Regions from separate parts of the Zea mays genome. Here region 2 is linked to region 1. The links are chromatin contacts, called in public Hi-C maps. All regions are on one chromosome and are shown on one strand. Each heading gives the region's core, a stretch centred on a gene start, on an enhancer-like site or on the middle of the called end of the contact. The rest is flanking DNA. Distances are from core to core; before and after follow the strand shown.

Evidence for each region. A called contact is a pair of places that touch in the nucleus more often than the background predicts.
Region 2: a Hi-C map of tassel shows a contact between it and region 1, with 3 times the contacts expected there. The contact joins the promoter of LOC100191634 here to the promoter of LOC100192897 in region 1. A contact is called at or near these places in 4 of 25 Hi-C or Micro-C datasets (bundle sheath, ear, leaf and 1 more).

Annotation. Positions count from the first base shown.
Region 1 is chr6:43,776,891-43,783,264 of Zm-B73-REFERENCE-NAM-5.0, forward strand. LOC100192897 (Actin-depolymerizing factor 4) reads right to left here and starts at 2,983. Exons shown (of 2, transcript NM_001138085.1): 1 at 2,841-2,983; 2 at 2,020-2,671. The coding sequence starts at 2,843. The coding sequence ends at 2,288. It overlaps LOC100274856 (BRI1-KD interacting protein 130), which reads left to right. Exons shown (of 4, transcript NM_001149118.3): 3 at 1,014-1,291; 4 at 1,382-1,743. The coding sequence ends at 1,550.
Region 2 is chr6:44,125,200-44,131,573 of Zm-B73-REFERENCE-NAM-5.0, forward strand. It overlaps LOC100191634, which reads right to left and starts at 3,433. Exons shown (of 6, transcript NM_001359668.1): 1 at 3,103-3,433; 2 at 2,289-2,504; 3 at 2,099-2,204; 4 at 1,654-1,999; 5 at 1,249-1,554; 6 at 446-1,149. The coding sequence starts at 3,304. The coding sequence ends at 994.

The DNA of each region.
Region 1 (6,374 bases), core at 1,733-4,232:
GAAGAAATGTTTAACATTCCAGGTGATAAATACATGTGTGAACTAAATCTATTGATCTGCTTGTTTATGTAACGGTACTTGAAAACTGTATTACCGGTTATGTCTTGGCATGCTTCTTTACGGATCTGTTATCCATGCATGGCAGGCAATAGTTGGCATTTTAGCAGCACAAACTGCTCATATTGCCTTTTTCGTTCACGGGAAGCAACCATCTTATTGTCAGAATCTGACAACAGGCTGGATTCCAACTAGAGCTTTTTAGTTTTAAGCTAGATGCTTGAAGTAATCAAATTTGATTGGTGGTTGCTTTCCTGTCTGTAGCCATGATTCACTCATGCCCATACAAAATTAGATGCATCCTTTCAGAATGCAATAATGTTTTGAAGTAATTTAAAGATGCATGGTTGTATTCTATGATCTGTGTTAACTGATTGTTTGGAGGTTAAAGCTTAAAAGATATAGGGCCAGCAGGTGGCCATATTAGCAACTGGCAGCCATGCTATGCCAGAGCGTCCCAGATCATCTTTCTTTATTGATTATCTTTTCTTTTTCCAAGAAAAAAAGGAGTTTGTATTTGTTTGAAGCTGCCCTTGAGGCCTTGACTTGGCGTCCCTTGCTTCGGCTATAATCTTGTAACTGGTAACTGAAGAAAGGTATAACAAGCCTGGCGATAAATATGTGTGAACTAAATCTATTGATTTGCTTATTTACGTATGGTACTGCAAAACTGTATTTACCACCTAAAGTGTACTGGTATGCTTTTGTATTGAATATTGATCTGCTATTCATGCATGCCAGACAATAGTTGGCAATTTGGCAGCAAAAACAACTAACGGTTCCTTTTTCGTTGATGTGAACCAACCGGTTTATGCCCCTTGACGTGTTGTCGGACATTCACTATTTGCTCTCTGGAGCTTTGTTTGACAACTGCTGTGACATTAAGGCTTCTGTGGTCATTTATGTCGCTTAACGGCAAATTATTGACCGCCTTCTTTACTTTACTGTGCCAGCAGCCAACTTTGAAGCTGGTCTCTGCCATGAAAGGAGGTCGTGAAAAGAACGGAGTGGCATCATCACCAAGTGAAAACCGCCATGTCAAGTGGGCTCCTGATGTGTACGACCCCCCTGTGACATCGGTATGCCATTCAGTGACCAACAGCTATCAGCGCCGGTCAAAGCACCGCAAGAAGGAGAAGAACAAACAGAAGAAGAGGCAGAAGGGGAAGTCGAAGAAGAACCAACAACAGAGTTCTGCCCAGAATCCATCTGCACCGCAGGTTCCTGGTATCGGGTATGTTTTGCTAGCGTATTTTTTACTGCTATTTTGTCTCTGTGAGCATGTGACGCATTCCGTTGATTTTACACACTGTGAACTTGTTAGGCCGAAAGGCGTTAGCACCACTGGTGGCCAGTCTCCAGCAGACGATCTCAGCGAACATGAGGCCGGGATCATGGACTACAGCATGGGTAGCCAGGAAGCCAACTGTGGAAGCAGCTTCTTGCGCGAGTCTGTTGCTAAGATGCACTTCTCGACCGCCGAAGCTTCCTGAGAGGCGTGCCTCAGTTCTGTAAATATGATGGACGGGATGTGTATAAATAAACCCAGCATGCTGTTTTTTTTCGTCGTCGTTGTGTGCGTTTGAGAGCTCGCCTAGTGTTTTGGAACAATAATTTTTGGACAGACTATGTGTTCTGTATGTTTTGGTCGTCAGACATATCTATCCTCAGTCCATGGCTTTGCTTAACGGTTTAACCTGGACTCTTCTGAGAAGTTATGGATGTTCTGAACTCAAGTTATACACTGCCTAATGATGTTTGATTTGCTGGAATTTTATGTTCTGGACTTTGTGTCTTTTTCAACCGCTGAGAAGTCATGCTCAAACTTCAACCTCTGCATATCCTTCAACCAGGTCCTGAGGTCGCACAAGGCAAAAAGTGCCATGGATCATCAAGAAATTCTGATTACCAGAATTCCACCATCATAATGCTGTTGTTGATATGTAGCAAGAACACGCACGCTGAAGGGGGTGGTAGATTGATTAGATTGATTTCATCACTGCGGTGGATGCAGTTTTTACATAGCCCGCCCAGTCAAGTTCTCATCTGAACTGATGATGCTCATACATCCTCTGGCATGGGCAGTTCATCGCTGGGCATCCTCAGCTTGCACGGCCCTGGATGACGTCAAGGCCAACCTCGGCGGAGTCGGTGGCCTGGAGATCCACCTGAATGCCGTCCAGCTCCCGCTTGAACCTCTCCTTGGAGCTGGCGTAGATCATCTTGCTCCTCACGCGCGCCGTGTCAGGAGACCTTCATTCACACACATCATGCAACTGCGTCCGTGAGTGGCGAGCACTTCAAAAGCCAGGGTGGACTGGACAGCGGCGAGGAACGACGTGGCGTACCAGGCGATGAAGAAGATCTTGCTCTTCTGGCAGTTCTCCTCGGTGACGAAGTCGTAGTCGAAGATGGCGTACCTGCACTCGTTGGCGGGGAGGCTGGCGGCGAAGTCGTCGTAGCCGAGCACGGGCTTGCCCACCTGCTCCACCACCACCATCTTCTTCTTCTCGTCGATCCTGTAGATGATGAAGCGGTGCGTCCTCTTGGCCTTGAGCTCCAGGAACCGGCGCTTGCAGTCGTCGTCCACGGCCATCCCTGACGCCGCGTTTGCCTGCAGAACCCGGGGGAGAGGAGGCGAAACAAGATTCAGAGGCAGTGGAGACGAAGACGAGGGAGGTGAAGAAGAAGAGCATGGCAGATCCGTCGATCGAGCAAACGAAAATGCAGATCGCATAGCCGATGAACAGGACTGGAGGTGAAGTGTGGTGCCGCGTGCTTACCATCTGGGCGGGCACCGGGCAGGGCTGGAGACGCTCCGCAGCGGGGAGGAGACGGGTGACGGGATCGGCGGCGGGCGGTGTGGTAGGTGCCTCTGGTGAGGTCTGGAGCTGCTGAGCTGCAGCCGCGGGGTGGTGGTGATGGTGAAGCAATGGTAGCGAAGGTGATGGTATTTGTGTGGGAGAGTCGCGTGGGATGGACGCGCCACCACCCCACCCCCTCCTTCGGCACCGACCCGGGCCCCACCCGTCAGCGACTCAGCGCCGGTACCTCATCTCTCTCCCTGCACCAGCCACAGGCCCACAGAAAAGATGCCCTGCCGGCCCTACTACACTACTAGCCACCCGTGTGCTCCGCGCCGCGCGGTGGGATCGTATCACGTCGCGTCACATCAGGTCATGTCACATTGGAGCGGCCCAGGCAAAGAGAGACGGTGATGATGAATGGCCGATAGGCCCTCGGGCCCAAGCCCAACCACTCGATTACAGTTGCAGGCGACTCATTGGGCCGGGACACCTTGTCTTGGAACTCTGAGCAGTGTTCGGTTCTGGTGCTCATTTAGATGAAATGGCTCCATTATAGATTTTGATAACAAAGTCACTCTGTTCTATGTTTGATAATTTAATTTTACAATGACTTCATCTAATATTTGGTTGATAAATACAAAATAGAGTATATTTTTTTTCGTTTCTCATATGTTAACTCAATGATCAATAAAAACATACTTATATCATACATATCAGTAGGCATTGAGTTTTATAATTAAGAAATAGCTAATAGACGTAGTCTCACATAAACAACGTGCAAATTCTAAACTGCCCCAAGTAATTTATCTATAGAAGAAAATTGAAACAAACTTGGGTGAGCTTATGTCGAGCATCAGGGAAGAGATGGGATGGGAATGGGAGGCTCGGCTCACGAGCAGCCAAATCCGATTAATTTTGAGGAGCCACGGGATGCCGCATCTCAAGGGTATATTCTAGAATTTGAGCCACTCTGCTTCAACCGGAATACAACTCAACAACACAAAAAGTAGAATGGAACGACTCCACCCCACCTAACTCCAGAACCAAACACTACCTTAAGAGATGTCGGGCGCTGTTCGAGGAGGGAGGGTGTTAGCAATCGAGCAACACGACAACACTCAAATCGAATTCGGGTAATTATGGTGGGTGGAATGTACGATCGACTCGAGAGACGATCGCATCGGATCGTCGCCGCTGTCTTAGTTCATACAACCAAAAACATAACTCTCTGTCTGCCCACAACGTATATATATTAGAGCAACGATACATGGCCATGGGCTTAATTCACCTACTCAGGGCCTGTGCACCTCTTGTTGGGCCTTGATAAACCCAACGGGTAGAATGGTGTCCAATCTTTCGATGAGAGATGATGGAGGTGGAAAACTTGTTGGAGAACGACGTTGGCTGCCCGACTACCACAACCAAGATGGTGTGGCGCCTTGAGCGACAGGTACACCTTCTCCTGATAACTACGATTTGGGGGTGGAGGTCGACGTTGTGCTATCCGACTACAATAACCACAAAGGTGCTGCACCTTAGCGATAGTTACACTAGCTCCTGTTGTTGCTGCTTTTGCCATACCAAGAACAGTCTTGAACCTGCAAGCAATCGAGAACAAGCAAGGACAAGATAACAAGCAAGAACGGATCTGATAAAGTTGGGGGTCCTATTTCAAATATTCGGGTGGTCTAGCCGACACACGCATTTACAAGGAAGTAGCAAAGGCTAAACTTACATCAAACAAAAACCCGCGTTCTTTAGTGTGTCACACCTGGCGTTAAGGAACAAAGCCAGGTGCATCTCATACATGCGCCAAGAAGACAACATATATAATAACATAGTGTATAGAGATAAATGTCACAATAATCAGAGTATTTATTACATAGCGGAAGACTTATTACAAAATAAAATAATAAATATAAAACAATCTAAGGATCGTCGGCGCCAATGTCAATTGAGAAACACCACCTAGATCAGATCATACTCCTCGCCTTGTGGCTCCTCCTGAACCACATGCTCTTCTCCTGTGGGGGGGTGAGACAGCAAGGGTGAGCTCACACATGATCATAGCTCAACAAGTTGTGGGGAGCCAGTGGACATGAACTCACAAAGGTGGGAGTTCATGTGATGTGTAAGGCTAATCAATGACAGGGGTTAAAGCTGAGCATTGCTTTTAAGTAGTTGGTCAAAATTTTATTAGCAATTACTAAGTGTAAGTAAATACCGAACCTTAAATAAAGTATTTGAACAAAATTACTAATAAACCCATGCAATGCAAATGACAAAATTGAATTTAAGTTCCATAATTTAAACATCAGAGAGTCCTGAGCTGCTCATGATCGTGAGCTCGGCTAGTATACCAGTTTTATACTCTGCAGAGGTTGTACCCTTTACCCACAAGTCATGTTACCCATCTGCCAAGGGGTCGCGACTCCCATACACCTCTACCTAGGAAGCGCGACAGGGCAACACTACGAGGCCTTTACAAAGTTCCACTAGCTTCCGAAAACCCGCTACAGTTTATGGGAAGAGCACTTGCAAGAATCCCCCGTCTGACCGCCATCGTAGCTAAATCAACCCGAGAACCTCCTTGCATGCAACTCCCCTACTGCTCTTGCCCCTTTCGGGTAAGGTAGTCTTCCACTAGCTTTCCTAATTAGTCAGCCAAGGGCGTCCCATTAAACCCTTGTAGTGGCACGTGTTTCTCAAGTTAAGCTCTATGTTCCAATTAACATTAATGAACTTGACATGAACATAAATAGAATAACAAGAATAATTGGAACATAGATATAATAAATGATTATCCCAAAACCATGTAAAGCAATAGCAAACTACCCAAGTGATTCAGGGATAAACAAGGTAATGAGATAAACAATCTAGGGTGACCTATTGGGTCCCATCAAAATTAACCTATGCATGAATAAATGGTATTAAAGAACATTATTGGGTAAAAAGTGGTCAAGGGCACAACTTGCCTTCAATGACCTCCTGCTCAGCTACTTCAACCTGCTGCTCACCAGGATCCTCAGTCACGTGCTCTTCTACTCGCCACAATACAAACAAGCACAGTATATAAAGAAAATTAACATTAGACCAAACATATAAACAAATACACAGTAATAATCTACATATTAAAATAAAATCCTAGGAACAGGAACCATAAATTTTGGAGTTATAGATATTAAATTATGAATTTACAAAGGTTTAATGTGTTTAAAATAGATTAAGTGAGAAATAAATTTTCTTACTATTTTCATGACAAAACAGAGCCTCTATGTGATAGAGAATAATATTACAAAATTTTAGAAAGTGGAATGACTCAATTTGGATCTCTTATGAATTTTCTATGAATTATTAAAGTCCTAGCACTTATTTTTGTGTTAAAAAGTAATTTCTAAAATTAAATTACTGAATTTAAAGAGCTATGGACTGGGCCTCGATTACCAGAAAGATCAGGGCTCTCGGTGTAAGTTTCCTAAGGCACAGAGAACAGCAGCCATGGACGGCGGG
Region 2 (6,374 bases), core at 2,183-4,682, 350 kb after region 1:
CCAAGTACTCACGCTCACAAACACACACACACACACAGTCTCTCTCTCTCTCTCTCTCTCTCTCTCTCTCTCTCTCTCTCTCTCTCTCTCTCTCGTGCGGATGGCCACCCATGCATGTGCAGTGCAAGCGAGATGAGCAGAAGGAATAAAAGGACACGCTGGGACGTGGAGAATGGAAAAACCGCAGAGACAGACAGGGTGGTGCGCACGCTCTCACTCACTGCCCATGATTAAACGCCAATAATGCAGGTGCTGGTCACAGGACAGCATTGTTGTTATCACCATCATCATCATCTTTGCTTGAGTTATTATTAATTAAAGAACAGGAATTCTGAAGCGAGCTGCTCCACAACACCCCTCACCAGAGAGAGTACAGTGGTGTAGTCAGGTGTACAGCAGCAGCATCCACCATCAGATTAAACAACAACAACAACACCAACATATTCTCTGCATAATAGTTAAGTAAAATTAGCATGCATCCAAGTACAAACTGCGCTTACATTACATGCATGAGGAGACAAGGGTCTCCCTCTCTTGAAGACAAAGTGCTACTAGCGGGGCAATCATATACAGGGAAGGTGTGTGTGGAAGTGGAAGGAGATATAAACAAGGTGGTGAAGCAGAGATTCATGTATCTGTGTCAGCATCCAGTAATCCCACCCCCCTGAACCAAACAAAAGCTCAATCATTGCTCCGGCGGCTCGCACCTCCCACCAAACATGCTCTTCTCTCTCTGTCTACTCTTTCTCAGCATGTATACAACGGATCCATGGCACACACAGGCAGCATCATTTGTGTGTGTCGAAGTCATTCACGGCTTTGTTGTGCTAGCTCTGAAATCCCACGCAGCTGCGACGGGGTTGAGACGACGAAGCAGGCAGCTAGCTGTGGGCAGCGACGACAACGGAGTCTAGAAACACCAGTTAGTTGCCTTGAAGCTTTGCATTATTCTTGGCAGAGACAGACAGGTCGACACCGAGGAGAGGAGCCCTACTAGTTGTAGCATCCCATCAGCGTTTTCCTCACCCTATCCACCACACGGTTCCTGTTAGCGAGACTGTTCGTCAACGGGAACTCCCTGCTGTCGTCCAGGAGGAACCTGTACACCTCCCACTGCCGCTCGGACGCTGCCTGTCTCCCAATCTCAGCCTGTTTAACGAAACAAGAACAAATTAAAGGGGGGAGTGAACACGGGGCAGCAGCAGCACACGAGAAGATGCAGGTTCAGTCCAGTTTGCTCTATCTTACCGAGAAGATGCAGACCCCAAGCGCTTTCAGGGCGAGGGTGGCGTCGTAGAACACGCGCGGCCGTCCCTTCCCGCAGAGCTCGACCGGGTTGGCGACGAGGAGCTCCGTGTCCGGTCCGCGGCTGACGACCATGACCCTGAGCGGGTGGAGCATCTCGGATCTCAGGCGCGCCCGCAGAGCGTCCTGCTTCTCAGGATCCGTAACCTTTTTGCCGTCCACTTGTTTCACGAACAGGTCAACCTCTCGGCAGCCTTTGCTGCCTGGCCGCCCGCCTTTCTTGTCCGATCTGAACCGCCCGTAAAATATCTGCAACGCAGTGCACCTAGTATATGAGGTGGCTGCTGAAAGGCAGGCAGAGTTCCTACCATTCTGTGAGCTGTATGTATATACTACTACTGCTGCTACCTGGATGTTGCAGTCCTTCATCGTCCTCAGTATGTCGTAGATGAGCCCCTTCTGGTCGGCGCATATGATCTGGACCAGCGTGTGCGCGGGGCTGAGGGAGTTGTCGAAATTAATGGTGGCAGTCTGGACCTTCTTCAGCTCTGCGCTAATAAGCGAGCTCGAGCACATCTCGCCGTCGCCTGCTAGCTCCACCCGGAACAGCTCCTCGGCGATCTTCGGCGCGAGAGAGGAGAATCCCTGCTGGAACCCTTCCGCCGACAGAACCTCGCAGCTTATGGAAGGGCCCAGGGCAGCGATTAGCGTCGAGCAGGTCTCCTCCTGCCTCTCCTTCTTGTGCAGCAGCTCCCTTCATTCGGAGAGAGAAAGGACGAACGTGGCCAGTCATGTCTCTGGATTGCTGCGGCGGTGCGGCATGTGGAGAACTGGAGCTAGTGAATGCCCTTACATGCCGTCGGTGATGAAGAAGAGGTCCACGACTCTTCCGTCCGGCGTCGTCGACACCTTCACTCTGTGGATTATAAGCTCCAAGTCTGATAGTATGTGCGTCACATCTGCGGATGACACGGCACAAAGGCTGTTAAACGCTTGATGAGGCATGAAATGAAGAGATAGATGGTCGTATATATAGTAGTTACCGTGCAGCAATCCTTTGCGGTCCGGTGACAAGAGCTTGAGGAGGTAGAACTGCGAGGGGCCCGGCTGGCTCATGTCCGGGTAGAACGGGATGGAGTAGGAGGAAGGGCACATCGACATGAGCCGGTTCTTGAGGCTCGCCCACCGGATTCTGATGGACGAGGAGCGGGGCACCACCCAGAACACCACGAAGCACCAGTGGCCGTCCGTAGACACGTCTGCTAAAATCACACACACACACATACACAAGAATCGAATTTTAGTCGACGACAACGAAGGGTTCCAGGTTCGCAGAATTCTTGGCTGCAAAATTACACAAGGACCAAAGGACAAGCATGTGAGTTGCAAACTGCCGGGATGTACGGCACGGGGAACATAGGTATCAGTACTGGTTAGTTTTGTAATGATTAAGGAGACGACATGAACTGTAGCAAGATTGGTGGGCGTCTTGGCAGTGCAAAAAGAAAAGGGAAACTTGAGGATTTCCGTTCTAGAAGCGGAAAGAAGAGCGGAGCGGACAGATAACGATGGGACTAGAAAGAAAAGAGATGGCGCCGGTGAGCTGTACACCCAAATCGATCGATGGGGCGAGAAATCTGGAAAGGGGGAGGGGGGTACTGGAAGAAGAAGGAAAAGAAATCTTTGATGGCGCGACTCCACTCCACAACGAACAGTCGCGATCGAACCCAGGCGAGACAAGGAATCGGGGGGGGGGGGGGGGGGGGGGGGGGGGGGATGGAGGCGCGGTTGGATTGGATTAAATCGAGTTTCATCACCGCAGCGAGATAGAATAGAAGGGCGGGCGGCGGGACGTACCGCCGCGGGTGATGCGGAGGCCGAACTCGAGGATGGTGCGGCACAGGTCGCAGCCGAGGCCGGCCTGGTCGGGGCAGTTGACGGTGATGACGGTCTCCTCGCCCTCGGCGGCGGCCAGCTGCATGACGACAGCGTCGTCCCCTCCCACGGCCGCCGCCGCCATGGCGCCGCCTGGCCGCGCAGCCAACTCCCCCACCGGCATCACCGCGGCGGCCGCCGGCGAGGTTGATTCCGGATCCTCCGCCTCTGGCTGCCTCTGCCTCTCCCTCTCTGTCGCGGGTCCGGTGCTGTCCTCTCCTCTCTTCTCCTCCTCTCAAGAGAATTATGATAATCTCGAAGAGTGTTCCGCGGCGCTTAAATACTGGATTTTGCAGTAAGGGGGTAATTCGAACACGATGGGTGGTGGTGGTGCGGGGGCGCCGGCTGAGTCAGCGCTGGGTCGGCCTCGGCCAGCCCAGCCCACGGCTGCGGCGTTGCGTGCACCGCGCGCGAGGGCCCACCTGTCATCGCCTGCCCGCGCAGCACCGTAACGGATACGGGTACTAGAGACAGCTGCGGCCACGCGGGTTTGTGGTTGCCTACATCTCCTATGAAACAAACACAAACACCTCATTTGTCCGGGGTTTTAAATTTCGGTATTATTTTTTCGGCCACTCTTACAATTATCAAACTCATGAAATCTGGCTGAATTTTTCAGTTTTTTTTTCTTCTAGAGACAGACACGAAGAACGATTTTTCAAGCAAGTAGGGATCTAAACAAAAAAAAGCGTACTTTATGGCTAAGCATCTATTGAGTACGTGAAGATACAACATAAACAATAGAAAATACCGTGTTAAATAGTATATTGCTGTCATTTCAAATTTGTAAAAGTTTAGCTCACAATAAATTTATGTAGTCTTAGGTTTTTCCATCAAGCCAACTAGTAATTGAAATATTGTAATACTCAAAAGTGTAATAAAAGTGGATAGAGATAAACTCATTAGTTTGTGGCCTCTACTATTCATTGCATGTGATCAACACTAGTTAAAAGTGGGTAATTAGAACCAAGAACACCTAAATAACCTGTGCATCATGTTGGATCTTACTTTGTGTGCATTTTGTGATGATGTAAAAATATGGTAAACAAAAATAATAATTATGTTAATACACCAATGGGAAATTAAATCCCTAAATTAAACTCTAGGGTTTGGAAAACAAGAAAAAGAGAAATGATATAAAAATATAAAAACATAGATATCCTTAAACTTATTACTGTTAACTATACAAATACAGTGTAAATGATGAGCCATCAAGTTTGAATTCAAACTTGAATTCAATTGGATTTGAAAATGGAGAAAAGAAAAAAAGAAAAGAAAAGAATAAACCAAAACCCAGCTAATCGGGCCTGGTACCCGAATTCGGCCCACCGGGGGAATATCCCGCGCGGCCCATCAATCGGGGGGGAAGTGCCGACAGCTCGACCCCACACGTCAGTCGCTATCACCGCACGCTTCCTCTGCATCTCACTGATGCGTGGGACCGCCCTGGCGGCGCTCGCTCTTCCCCCTCAACAGAAAACGCGAGTTCACCGGCGAGCCCCTCTCCCCTTTTTCCGTTGACGCCGTTGCTAGCCGGGCACCTCCACGGACCATATAACGGTTGCGCTCTCCCTTCCCTTTCCCCTAAACCTTCCTGTGTCGTTGCATACGCCGAACACCACTCGCCGCCACCATCCGCCGCGGAGCCCTGTGTTCCACCGTCGCTAACTTGAGCCATACACGCCACCCGAGCTCCGGGTAGGGGTCTAGGGCCTTCGGGGGACACCGCCGATACTCACCGAGCACCAAGCGCAACAATTGATTGACTGCTTCATCGGCGATTGCTCGCCGTCGCTGCGCTTCCACCTCCGCCCGCAGCTCACCGTGGACAACTCGCTTGTGCCAGCAATTCCCGGTAAGAAACCCTCGCCCAAACCCGCTTTCATACCCGCAACGTGTAGCAAAAGTTAATTTATGTTTGGTGCCCCCGAACCGGAGATTTGGACCGCCGGTGGTGATCCTCGCCGCCGTCGGGCATTTGGGGGGGATTTGGTCGGAGGAGGACGATGGGATGTGGACGGTTGATCAATGGATCAACGGTCCCGATTATATCGCTGGTTGAGCGTTGTCTGTGCCGTCCGATTGTGGATGGACGTTCGTAATGGGATCGCGTAGTTTTGAACTCGTGGCCGTTAGATCTGGATCTAACGGTTTAGATGGCGTACCGGTTCACTGCGCGTAAGATCTAATCTGGTGCGTTGAGTTAGATCTGACGGTTATGGACGCGCGATACCCCTTCGCGGGTCAACTTTACTAAAGAAACCCTGTAGTTTTAGGATATAAACCCGCCGTCCTGGGGGCGCTATTCACTGAGTCTGGTGAATTATTCAAATTAGCCCCTGTGTTTCTTAGTAAATGACGCGTAGTCCTGAGTATTATAAAATCAGAGAAAGGTAATTGAAAAATAGATTTTTAATACAAAAACAAATCTAGAACTTGTATAAATCATAGAAAATCCATTTTTAGTCCAAATTGAACCATTCCAATTTCTAAAATTTTGTAATAATATTCTCTACCATTTAGTGTCTCTGTTTTGACATGAACTCTGTTAGAAAATTTATTTATCATTTAACCCTATTTCAGGCACATTAAATCTTAGGAAATTCATAACTTGAAATCTATAATTCCAAATTTAATGATTCCAGTTCCTATGGTCTCATTTTAATGTATAGATTTTTACTGCATATTTTATTTACATGCTTGGTGTGATGTTGATTTTGGCTATACTATGTATGTATTGTGTTGATGCGAGTAGACGAGCAAGCCACTGTGGAAACTGAGGTTCAACAAGTAGAAGTAGCTGAGCAGGAGCTCATTGAAGGCAAGTTGTGCCCTTGATCACTTACTTTCCCAGCCATGTTCTTATTAATTTTAATGATCTGCATAGGATAATTTTGATGGGAGCCTTTATGTTACCCCAGTTTTGATTACCTCTATACCTTGTTCACCCCTGAAATATTTTTGGGTAGTACTTGCTATTGCTTTATGTGGATTGGGTATGGAGATACACTATTCATGATTATGCTGTTATTAACTTGTTATTATTATTGTTCATGTTAAGATCATTAAATTAATGGGAACATGGAGAACCACCCGGGAAAACAGTGCTACCACAAGGGTTTAATGGGACGCCCTTGGCTGACTAACTAGGAAAGCTAGTGGAAGACTACCTTACCCGAAAGGGGCAAGGGCAG